Linked DNA regions of Mus musculus: region 2 is linked to region 1. The links are chromatin contacts, called in public HiChIP or PLAC-seq maps. All regions are on one chromosome and are shown on one strand. The core of a region is the stretch at or near the end of the contact, and the rest is flanking DNA. Distances in the headings are between cores, read along the strand shown.

What was found. HiChIP or PLAC-seq counts read pairs in DNA pulled down with a chosen protein or histone mark.
Region 2: a contact with region 1 is called in an H3K27ac HiChIP or PLAC-seq map of microglia, with 6 times the contacts expected there. The contact joins the promoter of Btd here to the promoter of Tkt in region 1. A contact is called at or near these places in 1 of 39 promoter capture datasets (erythroid cells), 1 of 115 datasets of contacts at active chromatin or transcription factors (microglia) and 1 of 9 other capture datasets (pancreatic islet).

The regions. Positions count from the first base shown.
Region 1 is chr14:30,546,855-30,551,881 of GRCm38.p6, reverse strand. Tkt (transketolase) reads right to left here and starts at 2,751. Exons shown (of 14, transcript NM_009388.6): 1 at 2,502-2,751. The coding sequence starts at 2,608.
Region 2 is chr14:31,638,027-31,643,053 of GRCm38.p6, reverse strand. Btd (biotinidase) reads right to left here and starts at 1,997. Exons shown (of 4, transcript NM_025295.4): 1 at 1,919-1,997. The coding sequence starts at 1,929. It overlaps Hacl1 (2-hydroxyacyl-CoA lyase 1), which reads left to right and starts at 2,089. Exons shown (of 17, transcript NM_019975.3): 1 at 2,089-2,265; 2 at 2,456-2,560. The coding sequence starts at 2,176.

The DNA of each region.
Region 1 (5,027 bases), core at 1,502-4,001:
GGCTGGGTCTACCCTATCCTCCCAGGTACTCACTCTCCTCAAAGTCTAAGGGACTAGCTGAAAGCTCAGACTACTTCCCCTTTAAGTCAGGCCCAACTCTGATGCATCCTCAGGTGGCACTGGCCTCCATCTGGCTAACACAACCTAGCCCTGCAAGTGAGGGCTGAGAACACTTAGCAGCCACAGCAACCTGGCCACTTCTGACAACGCCATTGGAGTTTCTTTGATAAAGCTTGGATGAGTTGGACCTCTGCCACAGCCGCCTCTGTATGCAGAAAAAGACCCGGGAAAGTCTGACCCGTGGACGCACTGTCCACCCAGCTCCCCACACAGAAGCCAGTGGACTCATTTTTGTGGCCTGGTGAAGTAAGTCTATTGTCTACAGTGCTGATGAGGCACTACGGGAAGTCTGTTCATTCAGGACTTCTTGCCATCCTGAAACCATCACCCAAAATTGTTCAAAAAGATGGAACAGACTGGTTAGGTGGCCAGTTCAGCTGTCTGCAACTGACTGGGTCAGAACTTCAGAACTGAGCCTGCTTTCACGTTATGAACTCTCACTGTAGTGAGCATCCAAAGAAACATTCACAGCCAAAATACATTCACATCTCAAGTCTTCCCCAAACACTTTCTGTACACGCACACACTCTTTGCACACACATTTCAAAATCATTCTTGTGACAGGGGTTGAGGAACAATGCTACTCCCTTCTGAAAAACAAGATTTCTCCAAGTAGTATTTTTCTGCAAGGGAAATATATATACCGAACTGGCAACCCGTACACTTAGCCTTTGCATGGGATACCCACCACTTCCATTTGTACACGGATTCTTTCAGAGTTCAATGACTGCCTAAGGCTACAATGTAAACAGTGTAACTCTGTAGCCACCTTCAACCTTTTCCCCTGGAGACCACCCCTGCTTTGGAAGTTCCTAAGAGCCATAAATGTTACTTAGTTTCTCTTCAACTGAACTTGGCTTTCCCTGCTCCTCCAGCCTGATGCCGCCCATGTGCCCAAGAGGACTTTCTGATAGGCCAGGCCCCCAGCAGGCAGTACTAAATAGCCACTGATTACCAGTCTGGGGAAATCAACGTACTACACTTCAGTGTCTTCATGTATAAACTGATTATCAGAATGCTACCCCAGGACGCTGTGTGGCCCAGGAATACCCACTTAGTTTCTCCCTGATCCTGGAAAGGTCTACATGCGTATCCAGCATTGTAGAATGTTCAGCTGCATAGGTACCAGCCAGTCAACTACTTTGACCCTCTGATTAGACTTCAGACCTGGAGGGAGATGTAGGGGCCAGTAAAGAACAAGTAATAAACGATGTGGATGTGAAGACCTACTCTGTGCTAGGTAGAGAGGACAGTGTCTCTGCCAGACACTGAGGAAATCCAGAGAAAAGGAAGTCAGGTCTCTTAATTGGGCAGGGAGCACCCTCTATCATAGGCAGCAATCTAAAGCCAAGACAGATAACAGGTCCAAAGTATGCATGGGAAGTTGGGTGGCAAAGGGTTCCCAGTTCAAACCTTCTGAGGACATCCCGTCTTAAAAGCACAAGGGCTAAGTAAGGAGGAACCCACGGTAAAAGGCAAGAGAAATGCACTCCTTTAATAATATGTTCTGTATGGAACTGGCCAAAATCCAGAATCCTGGTCTTTGTTCTAAGCTCACAGTTTGTCTGGGTTCCTAAAATCTCCCTCCCCAGAACCCCAAACCATTCCAAGAAGCCCAGATCTCTCTGTCTCAAGGTCTCATACCAGGCCCAATGGAGACCTTAGAATTTCTTGAAACCACCCAGTGTGCAAACACCGTTAGCCCAGAACTTCCTATTTCGCGTGGGCCTCGCCCCTTCTTTCTACAAGCTCCCTTCTCCCCAGACTCGCACTCCAACCTCCTTGCTCGGGTCTAAGCCTCTCTTGGTGTTGCATCGTCACCTCCCTGCCCCCACCCTGGAGTCTTCAGCAGCACCGGGACCCCAGCCCACACATAGCAGGAGAGGCAAGAAGTGTCGAGGAGGGGAGCGTGGTTAGAGATGCAGAGAAGGGTGGGCCCCCAGTCTACTGCAAAATGGTGGGCTCTACACACATTCTCTGCCTACATTGCAAGGGCTGAAATTCCAGCTCTCACTGTGACTTTGGACAACTGATATAAAGCCGGAATCTCAGTTTCCCCATCTGCAAACCAGTGGAACCAACATGCTGGTGGAGAGCTGGAGCCCACACGTGCTCAGGTTTCTCCCGCCAGCAGTCATGGTGGCCTCCGGGTTGCAGCCGCAGAGCGAGGAGGCGCGCCCGGGCGCAGCGAGAACCGGGAAGCCCGGGCCGGCTGGAGGTGCTCGCGAGACCTGAGGCCCACGCGGTCGAACCCGGCCGCTCCGGAGCAGCGGAAGGCTCCGCCATCTGACCGCGCCCTCGTGGCGACATCGTGCTACGCGACACGGAGCCAGGGAGGCCGCGGGACCCGGCTCCCAGCCCCGCCAGAAGCGCGCGCTCACCCTGAGCCTGCCGCGGTGGTGGCCTGGATGGAGCTGATGCGCAGGCGATTGGCTGTGTCCTTCAGGGCCTGGAGCTTCTGCTGATCTGGCTTATGGTAACCTTCCATGGCGTGGTAGGACGAGGACGAGGACGAGGACGAGAACGCTGAGGACAGAGACACAGAGCCAGCAGCGGCTCAGGAAGCGACCAGCAGTGACCGAGGACGGGTGCTGCGGGCGGGCGCGTTAAGACTCCTTAGGACCCGCCCATGGGGGGCGGGGCGGAGGTGGGGCGGGGCGCCGAATCACCCCAGGCCGACGAGTGGCCTCTGGCCACGCCCCGCATTTAGTGGACTCTCGGAAGTCGCCAGGCCTGGGGGCTCTCTCCCAGCACAGTGCCCTGTTGGAATTAATCACACACAAACAGTAGCAACAAAGTAACTTCGCCACTATTCCTGGTTCTAAGCATGGCTCAGAGTTCCGCGGCTGACTTGGGTAGGACTGAGAAGAGAGATACTAATCAGTAATTGCACTTTTCTAAGGAAAAGGTTGAGGCTTGGCAAGGTTAGATTGAGATTACAGGGTTGGTGGGTAGCGCTGCAGCAGATTATCCTCAGTCCAAAAAGATCCCAGACATGAGAATAAATATACACTGCCAGAAACGGTAATACTGAGAAGTTACTAGGAGTATGCTGGTCTCAGACTACTAGAGCCAACGGACAAGAGTGGATTCAGAGAGATTACTGGGTTTGCCTCTGTAGAGACAGTTAGCACCTACTGCTCTTACCAGATCTGGTGGAGCTGAGAGGACTGAGCAGCTGTAACAGAAAGCGTTGCCTTCACAGTCTCGTTGGATCTGTCTCATTGGATCCATGACACACACTCGGGTCAATACCGTTTCCAGAGGCGGAGGTTGTTGCAATTTACAGAGAGGATATAAAGGCAAGCCTGTGAGTGGGTGCTGGGCAGAGGCAGAGGAAGGCACCAGTACAGCTTTGGTCCAGGTCCTCTCTGTGTCCTCCACAGAGCTCAAACTCAGAGTCATGAGACAATGGGCCCTGTGCAAGTGAGCACCCCTCCCCCAAGCGCTCCCTGCCTGGCCTGTTTCCCAGGTGTCCCAGTGAGACTGCCAGTGTGGTTTGTTACAGCCCCTGGCTTCTGCTGGCTCTGCCCAAAGAGGCTGGCCCTCCTAGTGCCTGACTGCCAAGGGCTGGACCTGGGACTGGAGTGTTGTGGTCTCGGAGTGTTCCACTATCAGATCCTTGGCAAGGCAAGTGCCACCTCTGTCCTCTGCTCACCAACAGGTCAAGGAGGCAAACAAACCTCAGAAGCCTTTGGGCCTTCCAACCCCATGGACCTGAGGGCAGTGATTATTAGTCCAGTTCTTCATTTCTCCACCTGTCCAATGACACTGATGTTAACTTCCTCTTCCTCCTCCTCCTCCTCCCCCTCCTTCCCTTCTTCTTCTTCTCCTCCTCCTCCTCCTTCCTCTTCCTTGTTCTCTTCTTCTCCCTCCTCCTCCCCCCTCCTCCTCCCCTTCTTCTTCTTCTCCTCCTCCTCCTTCCTCTTCCTTGTTCTCTTCTTCTCCCTTCTCCTCCCCCCTCCTCCTCCACCTCTTCTTCACAGTGGAAAATTATAATCTATTTGGGAATGGAAACATAAGCTAGAGAGGTATATGTTTTTATTTCTGAATGTTCATTTCTATATATCTGAATGTCCTTTTTAAAATTATAAAATAGTTACAACATTTCTCTCCTCCTTTTCCTCCCTCCAATCCCTTCCATACATCCATCCTTGCTCTCTTTCAACTCTACACAAAGATCTACAGGCAACTAAGGAATCCTGAGAGTGGGAGAAGTAGTCTTCTCCCAGAAAGAGCATACCAAGTGGTTACCCAATACCAAATGGTCAACCTTGAAAACATACACACCAGTAACTTTCTACAGACTGAGTGGGTTATAGTTAGTAATATATATATATATATATATATATATATATACATATATATATATATATATATATATATATATATATATATATATATATATATATATATACATATATATATATATATGTGTGTGTGTGCATATACATGCACACACACACACACACACATATACATATATATATATGCATGTGATAACAGTAAAAAAAATGCTAACTGCTATGTACCCATATTAGTAAAGATGTTCCTAACTCTTCTTCTTGGCCGCTGTAGGTGTCTAAGATCTTGTTTTATCCTGGGGTTCCACATTGGTTGGCTCAGTTCATGATGGATTTCAGCCATAGTTCAGTGCCTTTGGTCCCCAAGGTCACCTTTGGAATCAGAATCCTGATTCTGCCAACATCCTACTGTTGGGGGTAATTCTCCAGTCCAAGGGTCTTTATTCAATACTTCATGAATCACATTTTACTTGGGAGTAAGACCTTGGGTTCCAACCTGGCCACCAGCTCCCTTCTTGTTCCCCTGTCGCCCTCAGATCCAAGATTCTTTGAGCCCCCTGTTCATATTCCCTGTGGTTGCCAGAGGAAACTCTTGCTGCTTCC
Region 2 (5,027 bases), core at 748-3,247, 1.1 Mb before region 1:
ATCTTCCCTATGCATATTACAACTCTTTTTAAAATATGATTTATTTTTGAGACAGGGTCTTACTGTTGCCCAGGCTGGCTTCAAACGTGAGATCCTGTCTTAGCTTCCTTGAGTACGGGTCCCATAGGTCGGCCTCACCACACCCGTCTTACAACTCTTTCTAGATCATCCAGCTACTTTGAGGTTATCTTCACCCACTTGGAAGAAAGTTGTCAAGCAACTCCTCACCATCCCAGAGCTAGATCCCTAAAGCAATCACTATCTGGACTCTGAGGCCTGGATTTGCTCTGTGGAGAACAGGTCACTAATGCTATTAATTATTATTAATTAATTTAATTATTAAGGCTTTATTAATTATTATTTTTCATGTTTATGGCTTATTTGCCTGCATGTATGTCTACATAATACGTGTGTGCCTGGTGCTCTCAGAGGCCAGAAGAGGGCATTGGCTTTGCCAGAACTGGAATTACAGATGGTTGTAAGACACTATGTGGTTGCTGGAAATCAGGTCATCTGGAAGAAGTCACTGCTCTTAAACACATCTCTCCAACCCCTGCCGTCTGATTTTTAAGAAAGTTAAAATTTAGGGCCTGAGATATAATTCGGTGGTAGAGTGCTTGACTAATATGTGCAAAGTCCTAGGGTCAGTCACTAGTATTGCTTTTATGACTTATTCTTTCTTTGAGTAATTAAAAGACATGGTCTCTCTACATAGCCCTGGCTATCCTGAAACTCACTAGGTAGCCCAGGCTGGTCTCAGACTCGCAGAAGTCGACATGCTCCTGCCTCCAAGTGCTGGGATTACAGATGTGAGCCACCACATCTGGCGCTACGATGCCAAATCTCACCAAAATAACAAATAACATTTTAAGCATACTGCCAACAAAAATAACAGGGAGTATGATTAACATATTCCAAGTCCACACAGAGTGCTCTGTATAAATTACAGCGCCTGGGATCCTTACACTGAAGTTGGATGGAACAGCAGTGACTTTGCACTTGGAAGACAGTCACGTCACTTCTGCTTAATCTCTACAGGCAAGGGAAGCAAGGCCCGCTGTACCTTGAACTGCTAGGCGAAGGCAATAACCAGCTCAATGAGTTTTCTCTTTGCCAAATGGCAAAAATGGCCAGTTGAAGACTGATCCTTAATAAATATAAACCAACCAACCAACCAACCAACAAACAAACAAACAAAAGCCCATTCGATCTGAATCACAGTGATTTGTTCCCATCAGGGTCCAGTTTGCCCTTCATAAAGTGTTCTGCCAGTAATTCTGAGAAAGCAATCGGTGTTAAGGGGCCAAGAATCCACTAATGTCTACAAAGCACGCGATGCCAGGGGTCAAGCAGGCTAATCCATGAACCAGTAAGTAGAAAACCAACACTATTACTTTGGTAAAAGTTAAGCAATCATACATTAATTATTAAGCAATGGCTCTAACAGACCTTAGTGATACCCAACTGGAACAAAATAAGTAAATATAAACCAGGCAGAGGGCAGGAGCAGCTACGGTGTTAATAAGTTTATCTCTTGAGCAATTTTGGTGTCATCTCTGATTAAGAATACACCTCTGCTCACAGACTTCTGGAACGTGCACATGATGTGGGGTGCAAAACCACAGAGTTATAAAATCAGAGGGCACAGGAGCACGACACTGTACCCAAAAGCCTGTTTTTTTTCCAACTTTACACTCTCCAAGTTACCCGCGTCCCAGCAGCCTTTGCGTAGCTTGCCTCCAATCAGCGGGAAGCCCCGGCGAGGGCGGGGAGGCGCGGTGGGGCCACGCCCCCTCCTCGCCTGGTCTCTGCAGTCACCCTCCAGATGTGCCATCCCCTCCATACCGGACTGAGCTGTATCGCTACCCTAGTGGAGGACAAAACCAAGGCGAGCATCCTCAGAGATTGGGTTTCTTACCTGCTTCGCATAGGACGCGGCCTCCGGCTCGTCCCGCCTCCTGCTGATGGCGGAGTCCGGAAAAGACTGACTGGAGAATGGGCGTGCTTACATGATCGCCTCACCAAGGACTGACTTCTTGTCCCGCCCCTTCTCCCCTTTGCTTAAATCCGTTGGGCTGCCCTCCTGTCTGTCAGAAGCGGGTGTCACCAACAACAACTCTTAGGCTAGTGAAGCTGTGAGCTGCGAGAGTGCCTTGAAGTAACTTTAGGTGGAAGATGCCAGAAAGTAACTCCGCAGAGGGTAGCGACAGAAGCGAGGAGCAGGTGTCTGGTGCTAAAGTCATCGCCCAGGCTCTAAAAACTCAAGTACGATGGATCCCTCGGGTGTGAAAGGCTCTACAGAAGCAGACGGGGACCTCGCGTTGTCCTAGAGACGGAGGGCAAGGAGGCGGGGGCGGGGGTCCTGTAGGTCTTTCCTTTGGACCCCCCGGGAGGGCAAGAAGGCTGGGTCACCTGATGATAGTTGTTTGTTGCCCCTTTTCCCTCCTACCCTCAGGATGTGGAGTACATGTTCGGTGTCGTAGGCATCCCCGTGACCGAAATCGCCCTTGCTGCCCAGGAACTGGGCATCAAGTACATTGGGATGCGGAATGAGCAAGCGGTGAGTCTTGACACAGGGACCAAATGGCAGCCATTCGATGCACACAGCGTCCCATCGTTTCTAAAGCATTGCACGTACCACTGTTAATCCTCCTTGACAGGAAAATGAGAAGAGAGAGACTAAGTTAAACTTGCCCAACGCGAGTCATTTGGTAGTGGCATTTGAACTCAGGTATTCTGAGTTTGGAGCTATGCTTATACCTTTCTACCGTAGTGTACTCTGCCACATCCAAATATCAGAATCGAAAGGGGTAGTCTTACTTCACTACTAGACTGTTAGTTCTAGCAGAGAAGGCATATTGATTCATCGCTAGGTAAGTGTATTGCCAGCATCTGATGTAGTTCCTGTACATGACAGGTGTCAGAGAGTGATTAGTGATTGAAGGCCAGGACTCATGCAACATAAAGTGGAAGACATTATAGACGGCAGTGCCGTCATTGGAACTCAGGGCTCTCAAACCCCAGTTTGGTGCTTTCCCTCAGCATTATGCCTCCCTCCTTTGGGGTCTTACCTGGGAGAGGGAAAACCAAAGGACATTTTATGAACCCACTTAAAGTATTTTCTCTGGCAGCCCAGGATTACCCTCTCTTAGCAATCCAGGCAAAAATATCAAGTATCTGGTGCAGATGAAGTGGTTCAGTGAAGTTCTACAAAGCCACGTAACCTCATAACCTGAGTGTAATCTCCAGGGCCTGTATGGAAAAATGAAGGCGGTTTCTGATTTATGATTCATGTTGTCCTTGGACCTACACACACACACACAGGCTGAGTTAAATTGTTTTGGACCTACACACACACACAGACAGGCGCTCTCTCTCTCTGTCTCTCTGTCTCTCTGTCTCTCTGTCTCTCTGTCTCTCTCTCTCTCTCTCTCTCACACACACACACACACACACACACAAATAATTTAAAAGATTAAGAATTGGGGCTGAAGACTTAGCTCAGCAGTTCATAGTACTTGTTGCTCTTTCAGAGACCAGGATTTGATTTCTGGCATCCACGTGGTGGCTCCCGACCTCCCATAACTCTGGTTCCAAAGGATCTAACGATTTCTTCTGACCTTCATGGGTGGCACACACGATTCACACCCCCCCCCCACACACACACAGCTGTCCCTTCTGCTGCCGTCACTGCTGTCCTGATCCACGCTCTTGACCCCTTTTCTCTGCCATCCGATGTGAGTTCCATTGGGTGTGGCTCATTTGCTTTCAAATCCCCACAGTACTGACTTGACTTGAGGTCTCTATGTAATCTAGGTGTGTACTACACTATTTGCTAATTGAAAGACCTTTATCAATAAGGCTTGAAAGTTATAGGGAGTGTTTTTAATCAGAAAACTGGTAGGTATTAATTTGTGTTGTTTACACTTTTATTCCCTTACCTCTTTGTTTTTTCCAGTGCTGGGAATTGAACCCAGGCCCTTGTGCACACTAAAGCAAGCACTCTGCCACTGAGCTGTACCCTTACCTCTCAGTTTTCCTATGTGGAATAACCTTCTATTCTTTTACCTGCATGAGAAAGGATAGGTGCTGATCTGTATTTTACTATTTTTCTTGAGTATGTTTGCCCGTTGTTTCTTCTTCATGCAGTAGACATGCACTAAGTATGTACTGTATGCATGATGTGGACTGTATACGCGGCAGAAGAGAGGGATATAAAGAAGATATAAGGTTTATTTTTCACCTCCAAGTTGATGAGTTGGGGGAAATGAGGGTAAGACACAAAAAGACAGTCTGAAATAATTTAGCTCCTCAAAAAGGAATCCATAAAAGGGAGAGTAGTCACACACAGTGTGTGACTGGCTGTCCTCACTGGGACAGGAAAGATTGCTCATAGAGGTGATGGCTTGTCCTTGCTGCATCAGTATAACTTAAAGGCATGGCAAACTGTGAGAGTGGGTAGTTAGGCCAAAGGATGGTGATGGAAAATCTGCAGCTCACAACTGCAGTCCCTGTAGCTACTCAGCTGAAACAGAAGATTTCAGGTTTGGAGCCAACCTGGTCAGCTGAGACCATGGAGGGCTTGGGTTATCTTTCAGTGGTAGAGTACTTGTCTAACATGTCCAGTGCTCTGGGTTTCCCTGGTACAAAGACAACAGACTTGAATAAACAGACAAATCCATACAGTCTTCTGAGAGAGCATCCCACAGAGGATGATAAGGGAGCTATCTTGAAGAAAGAGTAGGCATGGCCTGTTAGGAAGGGAAAGGTTAGCTCTTCTAGAGGTGACCCCTAGGTTAGCGGCTTACATGACTAGATGATATGGCTACTGACTGAGGCTTAGAATAGAGAGAGGAGGACCATTTACAAGGGAAGATGGCAGGTATAACGATGGAGTTTTCAAAGGGAATACTCAAAAGTGCTCAGAAAGACTCAGGCACAGGTTTGTGCTAAAGAGAAAGGTGCACTTGGCGATTGCTTTATATGTTGTCTGTCAGGTTTTTAGAGTAGTCAAGACATTCGTGTGG